3 separate regions of the Mus musculus genome follow, and regions 2 and 3 are each linked to region 1. Evidence: chromatin contacts called from public HiChIP or PLAC-seq and promoter capture Hi-C data. All regions are on one chromosome and are shown on one strand. The core of a region is the stretch at or near the end of the contact, and the rest is flanking DNA. Distances in the headings are between cores, read along the strand shown. Region 1 overlaps Gm34418 (a long non-coding RNA gene). Region 2 overlaps Tnrc6c (trinucleotide repeat containing 6C). Region 3 overlaps Gm11725 (a long non-coding RNA gene).

What was found. Promoter capture Hi-C pulls out the DNA fragments that hold promoters and counts their contacts. HiChIP or PLAC-seq counts read pairs in DNA pulled down with a chosen protein or histone mark.
Region 2: a contact with region 1 is called in a promoter capture Hi-C map of hippocampal neurons, with 5 times the contacts expected there. The contact joins two enhancer-like sites. A contact is called at or near these places in 1 of 39 promoter capture datasets (hippocampal neurons), 2 of 115 datasets of contacts at active chromatin or transcription factors (both in embryonic stem cells) and 3 of 9 other capture datasets (adipose tissue, embryonic stem cells and pancreatic islet).
Region 3: an H3K4me3 HiChIP or PLAC-seq map of embryonic stem cells shows a contact between it and region 1, with 23 read pairs. The contact joins two enhancer-like sites. A contact is called at or near these places in 3 of 115 datasets of contacts at active chromatin or transcription factors (embryonic stem cells, pancreatic cancer cells and stem cell-derived neural progenitor cells).

The regions. Positions count from the first base shown.
Region 1 is chr11:117,477,632-117,481,383 of GRCm38.p6, reverse strand. Gm34418 (a long non-coding RNA gene) reads left to right here. Exons shown (of 2, transcript XR_389180.4): 2 at 1,320-1,812. Among named protein-coding and RNA genes, the nearest start is that of Gm34418, 3.5 kb to the left of the region's middle. Within about 2 kb of position 2,328, at least 108 of the 459 cell types and tissues checked have an H3K27ac peak or open chromatin away from gene starts, as enhancers often do. A contact at or near this core is called in embryonic stem cells and hippocampal neurons, where this site is marked.
Region 2 is chr11:117,747,460-117,751,195 of GRCm38.p6, reverse strand. It overlaps Tnrc6c (trinucleotide repeat containing 6C), which reads right to left. Exons shown (of 22, transcript NM_198022.2): 14 at 1,869-1,952; 15 at 1,379-1,619. Among named protein-coding and RNA genes, the nearest start is that of Tmc6, 31 kb to the left of the region's middle. Within about 2 kb of position 1,620, at least 17 of the 459 cell types and tissues checked have an H3K27ac peak or open chromatin away from gene starts, as enhancers often do. A contact at or near this core is called in hippocampal neurons, where this site is marked.
Region 3 is chr11:117,877,173-117,880,517 of GRCm38.p6, reverse strand. All of the region lies in intron 2 of Gm11725 (a long non-coding RNA gene), which reads right to left. Among named protein-coding and RNA genes, the nearest start is that of Tha1, 5.3 kb to the right of the region's middle. Within about 2 kb of position 1,512, at least 151 of the 459 cell types and tissues checked have an H3K27ac peak or open chromatin away from gene starts, as enhancers often do. A contact at or near this core is called in embryonic stem cells, where this site is marked.

The sequences.
Region 1 (3,752 bases), core at 1,079-3,578:
GTGAACACACATACGAACATACATGTGTGCACACATTCACACACACACATGAACATACACCTGTGAACACACATGTGAACATATGTGTGTGCACGCATGTGCATACATAAACACACACGTGTGCATGCACACAGACCTCACTGCTTTGGTATCACAACCATTTTCTTCAGTTGTTCCAACTGCCACCTAAATCCCCATATATCATTCGTATTGAGCCCTGGGCAATGAAACACGTGCACATATGCACACTTACATAGGGATGTCAATCCAGGGACATTACAGAGCCTCTCTAGGAGCATGGTAGCAGCTGTCCAATGCCCTGGGGTTGCTCAGCCGAGCAAAGCTTCCATTTTCAGGGAGCTTGGAGCACAGCTGTGCATAGGGTCAATGCCACATTCTCTCCTAGCGGTTTGCTCCAGGATCTCTGGGCAGGCCATCATGCCCTACCTGGGATCTGAACCCTGGTCCTCGAGCTTGAAGAGCCACTTCCCCAGCTCCTGATCTCTGGTTTTCAGCTGGAGGGTTTTGACTGTTCCTGTTTAATGGGCTGTCTCTGGGGTGGGGCTCATGTCCGACATCTTGCCTTGTCCTTGCTGTTTATCCCACCTGCTCTGTCCCTCCCTCCTCTCTGCCTTGTGTATTTCTTAGGATTCCATTTGTTGCTGTGTCAAGGATTAATCATGTATCCCAGGCTGGCCTTGAACTTGATTGTAGCCGAGGATAGCAGCCTATAACTTCTGCTCCTCCTGCCTCTATTTTCCAGTGCTGGGAATATAGACCTGTGCTGCCATAATTACTTTATGCCCAGTTCATGTGGTGCTGGGGGTTGAGCCCGCTTAGACTCTCTTGGACCCCAGTTTATCCTCTCATGAAGGAATAGCAGTGTGTGCTCGCCCAGCTCCGCAAGCCATGTGTTGTGGTTCCCTCTGTCTTATGTTAGGCAGTGTGCTGCATTTGCACTGTGCGGTTGGTTGTTACCAGTTCATTGTTAGTCTCTGCTCCCCAAAGTCCAAACAAGTGAGGCTCAGCCACCTGCCCCAATACATCCAACCCAGAGCCAAGCAGCGCCACCCTGGGGAAGCAGGTAAAAAACTTTCCATGACTCCAGATCCATCCAAGAGATGACTGCTTCTATGCTGGGGGTGGGGGGTGGGGGGTGGGGGGGTGGGGGGGTGGGGGGGTGGGGAAGGGGGTAGCCTCAGCTCCCACGGTTCTTAGTGACTATCATGGGTCAGCTGTCCTGTGGGGCTTCCTGTTGTCTGGGGCAGGTGTGGTCTCTTGTTGTAAAGATGTTTATTGGATGATCCGGATGTTTCAAGGAACCGCTGCACCTTGGAAGGAGAGAAGAGCCATGAAAGAGCAGAGCGACTCAGAGAGCAAGGAGATGGCGTCAGGCCAGCCACTGGCCTCAGGCAGCAACAGGGCCAAGCTCTACGGGGCTATGGGTCGGAGGGAGGCAGGAGCTCACCTCCAGCACCCACAGAGCCTTGGCAGCAGGAGAGAAGTTAGCTTGAGAAACGCACGGAATGGATGAAGAGAAGAAAGCTCGGTCCACTTAAGTGCATCGAACATAAATCGGAGGCTGGTTTCCAGCCCTCCATAGAGCTGGCCTGGGTCCCCCTCTTTGTGCCGCACTCACAGCCCTGAGCTGTAGTCTGCTCATCTTTAAGCCCAACAATCCCCGTGCTATCTCCCCAGCTTTTCAACCGCTGCAGCTCACGGCCCTGAACACATTTTGTGAAGGGCTAGAGCTGGACATATGCGAACAATTAAACTCCTCTAGATCCTCCACCCAGGAGCCAGGCCCTGAGACATGAAGTCATGCTTCTATTTTTCTCTCTTTCCTTGTGGAGAGGAGATTTGGGAAGGGTGGAGGGACCTGGCAAGAGGGAGAGCAAAGATGGCCGGAGCAGGAGAGCTGCCGGCTGGAGATTTGTTCTGGAAGCTGCAGATGGTTCCAGAAGGCGCTGGTTGCCCCCAAGGGTTCCCTCCTCTGGCCGCCACTGCTTTCCCTGATTCTTCCCATTGTTCTGAAGCCAGATGCAAGGACTCCTGTTCCAGGATACTGCCTCCCTCCCCCTCACAAGTTAGAAAGAAGCCTTGGGTGAGGGGCGCTGAGGGATTGCAGGCGGGGGAAGGGCTGCCCCTCTGCCAGGCACGCTGCGCTGCGGAATCACTGTTTTCTTTTCTTTCTTTTTTTTTTTTGAAGTCAAAACCACTCATGAGGCTTCCCCCTCCCCTACCCAGAGCCCCTCCATTATCCCTAGGCCATTTGGTGGTGGTTGCCATGGAGACCACAAGCAAAATGGCATGCAAATCAACACAGCAAGAACAACAGCAGAAGATGGGCCCAGGGAGTGAGGGCAGCTGGAAATGCCTCTACCCACAGCACCCCTAGAATAAAAGGCTCTGGATCCCTCAGGGTTTGAGGAGGTTCCCCATCAGCCATAGGACGGACGGAGGCTGAGTGGGTGTCCTGAGAGGATAACCAAGGAAAACTCAAAAAGCGATCTGCCTACTTCCTGGCCCAGTCTTTAGCATTAGCCATCAAATAGGGAGGGGCTCTAGGTCTGGCTTGGGGCCAGAAGGATGCTCAGGGCAGAGGCTTTCCTGGCCAGAAGATACCTGGCTCACAGCCATCCAGGGATGAACATGGCAGATCAGCCATCCCAAAGCCAGGTCCCTCGGGCTTGGCACAGGCGCTTTCTCTCCACCCATTTGGAAACCATCTCTGTTCAGACTCCTGGGGCCTCAAAGAGGCAAGGCAGCAGCTCAATTTTTTAAGAAGAAAAAAACCACAGCTCCCAAGAATCTAAATCTGTGAACTTGGGGCCTCTTGATTGAAATGAGAGTTGACTACGGAACTGGGGGTTTGGATGCCCTTTTCTGTATCCTAGAGGTTTCCCCACTGAGGTTGATCAAAGGCCCAGGAAATGGCCTGCGATAGGCTAGCGATCATGGTGCCGCCTCATGTTCCTGCTCAGAGGCAGTGGGGAGAGAGGGAAATGTTCTGCACGTGGCCTGGCTCCCTGGGTTAGGAGTGATGTGGAGGCTTCTTGGAGCAGTATCCCCAAAGCAGCAGTCAGTTCACACCAGGACCTCTCCCTGAGCTCCATCTCAGCTGCATGGTTTTCTGAGCACACACAGCCTGCAGAAGTGATAGGCTCAGGGCTGGGAAGGACCTGCCCCATTACTTCTGTAACTTTCTTCACCCAGAGCTCAACAGCCCACTGTGTTTTGAAGTGGAAACTTAAGGGTTCTTTGAAAAGTCAGTTGTGTTGGATGGTGTCTTGCTGGGGCAAACACACAAAGGAACATTTCGCCGAAGCAAACACAGGTGAAAGGATGTTCTGCTAAAGGAAGCATGTGAAAGGACACGTGATGAAGGATTCTTCACTTACGACATGCATGTATTGGTCCGTCTTACAGTGCATAGTTGAGCTCCATTTGTCAGGGCTCCATAGAGAGAAATGCACCAAAAAAACCTTCTAGTGGTGTGCTATGGCTTCTTGCTGCTTTCCGGGACACGGGCAGAGCGATGTCAACTGAGACAGACACACGGGCTGAGGCAAGACACTTGGTGAAGCAAGACCCGTGGAGGACACGTGAAGTTTGAGGGAATTATAAATAGGACTTGGTGGACAGTGATGGGAGCTGGCTGGGCTTGGCTTGGCTGGGCTGAGCTGAGCTTCAGGCTTGCTTAAAGAGCTGGCTGGGCAATGCTTGTTGGTCTTGAGTCTTCGCTGATCTTC
Region 2 (3,736 bases), core at 371-2,870, 270 kb before region 1:
CTCACTCTGTAGATCAGGCTGGCCTCGAACTCAGAAATCCACCTGCCTCTGCCTCCCAAGTGCTGGGATTAAAGGGGTGTGCCACCACCGCCTGGCAACAGCCCAGGCTAATCTTGTACTGGCAGCAATCCTCCTGCATCTGCTCCTTAATGCTGAGATTACAGGTTTATCTTTTTAGCCTATCATGGTGGGGACAGCAAGCCTTTCATTCTGGAGAGCTTTTGTCTGTCTGCTTCCTTTTCAACAAGGTACCTGTGGCTGCCCAGAACTCACTCTGTAGACCAGGCTGGTCCTGAACTCACAGAGACCCACCCACCTCTGCCTCCCAGGTGCTGCGATTAAAGGCAAGCGCCACCACTACCTGGCTTCATGTAATTTTTAAAAGAACTCGGTGTGATGAATATTTCTATAAATACAGCAGAACTGAGGCAAAGAGCAACCACGCAAACTGTGTAAGTTAGCAGTGGGGAGAAGCTGGTCTCGAGGAGGTCTAAGTCCTAAGTTAGGTCTTGCCAAGGAACAACTTGTCCTTCTATCAGTCAAGGGACAATAACGGACAAGACAATAGTGAAGGGAGGGTCCAGATGGCCTTTGCCCTCCTGGAGGTGTGTATTTGATGCTACTTATTCATGTCCACAGATTCTGCCAGCTATCAGCACACAGTCCTGGAATGCTTTCTCCTAGTTCCTGGTGACATTTCTCCTTAGCTGGTACCATAAAGTTTCCAGCATCAAGCTTGTTCTGACAGAATAGGTTCTGTGTGCTGGGCAGTTACCACACACCTATACTATAGGACTGCAGGCCAGCCACAGATCTTACGGAGGGTCTGTATTACCAGTCTGAGTACCACTGGCCAGATGAGACAAATGCCTCTCTATAGCTGAGGCTGGAGGACAGAGGATAAACAACAACAGCAGAGACCTGTACTTTTAATACTTGAGAGGTAGAGACAGGAGAATTGCTGAGAGCTTTTGTTAGCCTGGGCTATAGTTTGAGCCCCACCCCCAAATAAGAAGCGTACAGATGGCGAACCAGAATGAACTGAATGTTGTTGCAGCAGAGGGTTCCTAAGCACTACTCCAAGCAGGCCCCTGATGTATAGTTCAGGCTACTTCTGAACTCCCTCTGCCTCGCAAGTGCCTGAGGTACAGGGGAGAGCCACCGTGGAGGGCCTCCCAGGTACTAGGAATATCTGTGGTACTTATGAAGCTTGTGCTATGCTGAAGGGAAGGCAGTGCTGTTCCCTCAGGACAAAGCCTCTGACTGCGCCTCTGACAGCTGTTCCCGCACTGTCCACTCCACCTATGGCGCAGCTTCTTGGTGAGCACAGGAGAGGCTCCGTCCACTGCTGTGCCTCTGAAGCCCACAGAAGACTCACCAAGAGGATAAGGAGCAAAGGTGTTGGGTGAAGACTGCTGCTCTTTGGTCTGCAGGTCGGGAAGGCCGGGAGCCTGGGGGGGAGGGGGGAAGCTCTCCATGCCCGATTTGCCTGCAGAGGGGTGCAGAGACAGGTGCGGCGGGGGTGGCGGAGGTGGTGGCTGCTTTACAAGCAGGGCCTGGGCCAGCTGGCGCTGGTGCTGCTGGATCTGCTGCTGCAGATTAGTGATTGTGCGCGCAACCTGGCAGGTGGAGACACACACACCCACGCATGTTAGGCAGGGTTGAGGCTGAGCACATAGCTCATCTACACAATACTCACACCTCAGCCTCTACCAGCTGGGCCAGCCCTGTCCCAAACCCAGCCCTGGGACTTTCCACACAGGGAGTCCAACCAGAGGAAAGCCATCACCAAGCTGAGGGCTGATCCACTGGGGTCTCCTCTACTAAAAGTGGAGCTAGTGGCAAAAGCCACTCTAAGGGACACTAACTTGCTGCTCCTGTTGCCTCATGGGTCCGGAAACATTCCGCTGGGCCTGTAACATCTGCTGCTGGATTTGTAAACGTTGGTATGCCTGTTGATAGAAAAGTTGGAATACCATAAGAAAGCTGTCAAGACAAGTGACTCAATCTTCTCTACATTCAGAAAATAGAAAAAAACGTTTTAGGATGATCTAGACTAAAGGCTAGACTGGCTATACAATGTGGCAAACACTGTAACGCTCTATCCAATAAACACATGAACCAGACCTGAAGTGCGGGGAGGACGTCTGCATGATGTCTCCTGGGCAAACTGTGAAATGAGCTCTGTGCGCTGATGTAAAAAGTCTTTTAATTTGATTATTTCAAAATGTTGGCTGAATATTGATTAATTTTCTGTACAAAACATATTTTGGGAGACTTCTTAACTGGAGGACTCCTGTAGTTACTTCCAAATGCACCAACCTTGGGTTCACAGCCCTCCCTCCGTGAGGTCAGATGAGCAGTGAACAGCTGCTGACAGGAGAGTACTATGTGCAGCTGCCTGATAGTTTTTCAGGGAGCTCAAGATGGAGCTTGTGAGCTGCCGCCTGTGCTCCTGTAACTCAGATAAACTCACTAGACTCCAATCAAGACTCAGGCAGAACATGGTTTCAGTTGTTTGTGCCCATTTGATCCTAAACAGAAGACTTCGTTAAACAGAACCAAATGAGAGTTGTGTTAAAACCCCTCAGGACTTATAGAGAAAGTGTTCACTTAATGATTCTCTAGAACTTCTAAACGTTCTGTAGCAAGTAATAAACTTTATTTCTCTATTTTTCTGGAAGAACAGTTCATGAGCGGAACACATTAGGTACAAGGCAGCCGTTTCCTCCATTATACCACAAAGAAAGCCTGCTGAAGCACACACTGTGTGTCAGTCCCCCCTCCCCCCAGCTCTGGCCAGTGACAGTGCTCTGCAGGATCACCCAGACACAAGCTGTGCAGCCTCCAATACCCTTCCTGTCCTGAGTGAACTTGCCTTCAGCTACTGTCTTAGTCCAGGAAGCAACATGGCTTCCTGAGTGTCCAGGTAGGTAGGGAGGCCTTCCTGCAGGCTGACAGACACAGGACTCCCGAGTCAGGAATATAGGAACAGCTTGATGGGGAGGCCATATGCTGCCTAAGTCCAGAGGTCTGTGCCCTTGAGGACAGCAAGGACACACACATCTCTGGGACACTTGCCTTTGTCCTGCTTCCCTGCTACCTACAGAAATGTTAGAGCCTTGCATTTCCTAGTCATGTGATTAGAAAAGTGACGGACTTGGGGCCGACTGCTCTCAGACACAAAGGTCTTCGGTTAGCCTTCTGTCCCCTGTACCTCTTCTCTGGCCTTCCTAATTTCCTTTGCTTCCTTCAAGACTCATTTTCCAGGCAGTGGACTTCCACGGTAAGACTTCTATATAGATCAGTAGATATTGGAGAAGACATGAGCACCTTTGGTGCACTAGTAGAGATAAATTCACTCTGTGGCCAGGGAAACAATGGTTGCCATTTAATAGTTAAAAACAAGACGACTACTTAAAATTAAGAATTCATGTATGCTAAACACACAACCTTCAAGGACTCCTGGGTCTTATTAGTTGCTCTGGACTGAGGTTCTGTGATCCCGAGTCTCAAGGCCCCAGCAGTTGTTCCAGGAATGGCAGCAAAGTCTCTCCACTATGATCCATCCCGGGATGGTGTCTGTGTTTACCATCCTGGGGATGAGTGAGGGAATGTCCACTCATATGATTTCTGTGTTCTGTGACTCAGAGGAGCAACTCTGAGAGATCCACGGAACAGAAAGGCTAGGTTATAGATCTGCGAGACCATGAACAGGAAGGGGCTAAGACATTTG
Region 3 (3,345 bases), core at 263-2,762, 400 kb before region 1:
GTGCACACACACGCTCAGATGCACACATAGCAGATGGTGAGTGCACACACGCTCAGATGCACACATAGATGATGAGGTCACACACTCAGATGCACTGTTTTCTCTGCAGAAGAAGATGGGTGAGAAGCCCTGTGATCTGGAGGAGATGAGGAGAACCTCATAAGCCAATCACAAGCTGGGCATGGTGATGTGTGACTTTAATTTAGTACCAGGTAGGCATGGGCAGGTGGATTTCAAGGCCAGCCTGGTCTACATAGTGAGGTCAGGGAGAGTCAGGACTTTGTAAAGAAAACTTATCTTTAAAAGAAATTAAACGCATGCATATAAACGCATGCATACACACACAAACACACACACACACACACACACACACACACACACACGAACCAAAAAAGATGAATAAACGCCATACAAGGAAAGATCAAACCCCGGAGAGAGTGGATTGCACACACATTTCCCAGCTGGAGTAGGTTGCAACATATGTAAGCTAACTGGCTGGTCCTCAGGAAGACAGGCCCTTTACTTAAAAGGAGTCTAGAAGACCCAGACACAAAGCAAGGTGCTACACATCCCAAGGCCACACATCCCACATCCCACGTGCCTGACTGCCCAGAGGGCCGGAGTAAGTCTGATGACGCAAGACTCATCCAGCCGGGAAGCAGGAGAACACACTTCCATCCCTTGGGGAGGTGGCTTGCCAGGTAGCCTGCTGTGACTCAGTGCTTCCACCCCAGGCCACAGAAGCAGAGGGACTCAGAGCAGGAACAAGGATGCTCCCTGCAGCAACACCAACTCACAAAGGAAACGGGACATGGCTGAAGGTTCCCGACTGGAACTGTGTCCTAGGGCCTGCGAGATGGTTCGGCAGGTGGCTTGCTCCCAGGTCCCAGGACCCAAGGGGTGGTAGGTGAAAACTGGCACCCTAAAGCTTAGGTCTGGACTAGAAAGTTACAAGGCCTCCCCAAAACAAGAAAGGACAACCGACCGACAGGTGGTGGCTCTCAGGAAGATGGCTCCTGACCTCAAGGATTCCACTTAGGCGATGGTTCAAAATCCAGCCACAGTTAACTGTCTAGAGAGATGGACACAAGCTGGGTGATGATCAGCGGAGGGAGGGAGGGAGGGGGATAGTTCTGGAACCTTGACCACGGTCCACTTTTTTTTTCCCCATTTAAAGACAAAGTTTCACTCTGTAACCCACGCTGACCTCAGTCTCATGGCAATCCTGCTGCCTCAGCCACTGCCCCAGTGCAGGGGTAGCAGGCCTGAGCCACCACCACAGCAGCTTCATGGTCCCCCCTCTTGATGGGAGTGGCCACAACACGGGAGCTCATTTGCTGTTCGAATTGGCTTGTTGTGCGGCACAAATATGCCTTGTGTGCTTTTCGGTAGGGGAGTTAGATCTCATGTCTGAAGCAGAAAAACAGGAGAGAGACTCTGTACAGAGCCCTGCCAGATCCCTCCCGGCCCCTGCGGAGGCCAGCTAATGCAGAAGTAAGCTAATAAGGCCCCTTTAGCCTCACAGGAACTGAAACCCACTGTCTTCGGTTTGCACAGCGACCCTGCCTGCTGTGACCCCTCTTATGCTCACTCCTTACCCTCAGGGCACAGTGCTAGGTTTCCTGATATGTGGGTGGGGGGTGGGGGAGTGAGGGGGTGGGAGTGGGCTGGGGGGATCCCCATAGGGGACATGCGAGGACTTGGGGGAACTGCTCTCCCTTTTCCTGCCCTCCATCATGACAGGGGAACTTGGCATGGCGGCGGGGAAGCTACACGAGCCAAGTATTTGCCCACTGCTAAGCCCAGCCGGCAACCCACACTCTCCTAGCACCTGCCTTTACCCCTCCCCCAGGCTGTAATGGTGGCGTCCCTGGTCTCCTCTGGACCAGTGCCCTATGGAGGGGTGGGCTGAGTGGCTGGGAAGGACGTTCTCCCCGTTTACTGGGGCCAGCTGCTATCTACAGCTCCAATCTGCTGCCTCTCTTTATCTCTGAGGGGACCGCCGGGTTCCCAGCAGCCTCTCCACAGCTCGCTTCCTGCCAGCGGTCCAGCATTACAGGAATACGCACACACAGCACACTGAACCATGAACTCAGCATGTGAGAGTGTGCTCACACACGTGCCCACACCCAAGAGCCTGCACCAGCCTGGCCAGGTGCCAGGGAGTCAGATATAACCCCAGAGACAGCTCTCCCTGCAAGAAACCCTGGCCTGAGTCTCTTAAAATCCTCCCTCAAGTGGCAAGAGATGGTGAGGGTGGGTTGCTCTTGATGTTCTCTGGACTGTCTGGGGAGGCACATAGCACCTGTTCTCCATGTGTACAGCCAGTGGCCAAAGGTCAAGGGGCACTGGACCAAGTGACTCTCCTGTGTCAGTCACTCAGAGACACACAGGCTGCCCATGTGCCCCTCCCTCATCAGCCACACAGCCTGCCATTCAGCAAGTCCCAGAATCAGGCACTTGGCTAAGCACATGGAGCATGACACATAAAGCCCCAGGGTCAGCTGCACAGAGCAGGTGATACAAATATGCACGTGTGGCCCTTGGACAGTGGGATAGAAAAATACTGTGTCACCCAGGAAGAGGGCCCAGTCCTTCCCGTGTCAGGATGGGCTCCCTAGAGGAAGAATCTTCTAGCTGAGACCCAAAGACAGGGAAGCTGAGGACCAAGGGCATTTGCTGATGGCTGGGATGGAGAAAGGGCCCGGGCAGGAGATGCTAGGACTACAGAGGGAAGCAGAGAGGTACATTTGGGGACAGAATATCACAAGGCTAAAGTGCTGGTGAAAAGCCCCAGGCTTCGTCAAGAGGCTGGGTCGGGAAGGAGTGGCTGCAGAGATGGCTCAGTGGGGAAAGCGTTAGTCCATAAGCGTGAGGACCTCGTGCCACCCCAGCACCCATGGAGGAAATGGTAATGATGCCCAGCACCAGAAGTCCCCGCTCTGGTGAGACAGGCAAGCACAGTCCTAGGGCTTGATGGCTGGTGTCTACCCTAATCAGTGGGTCCCATGTCCCAGAAAGAGACACGGTCTCCAAAATTAAGGAGGACAGACAAATAACAACTGAGGTTGACCTCTGGCCTCCGTGTGTGTGCACATACATGCATGTGTGTGCCTACACATAAACAATAAATAAAAGGGTCACCTATGGCAGACACTCAGGTCACCCTGCCCTGCCCAGAGTAGTGGCTGTGGGGAGAGGAGACAACTAGCAGGGTGAGGTGACCCTGTGACTGCAGACAGGACATAGTCAGAGAGGAAGAGGGACTGGGTCAGCCTGGGGACCAGGGTCAAGGCAGAGGACTAAAGGAGACAACTCTATAGGAGGCTCCTTACCCTAGGAAGG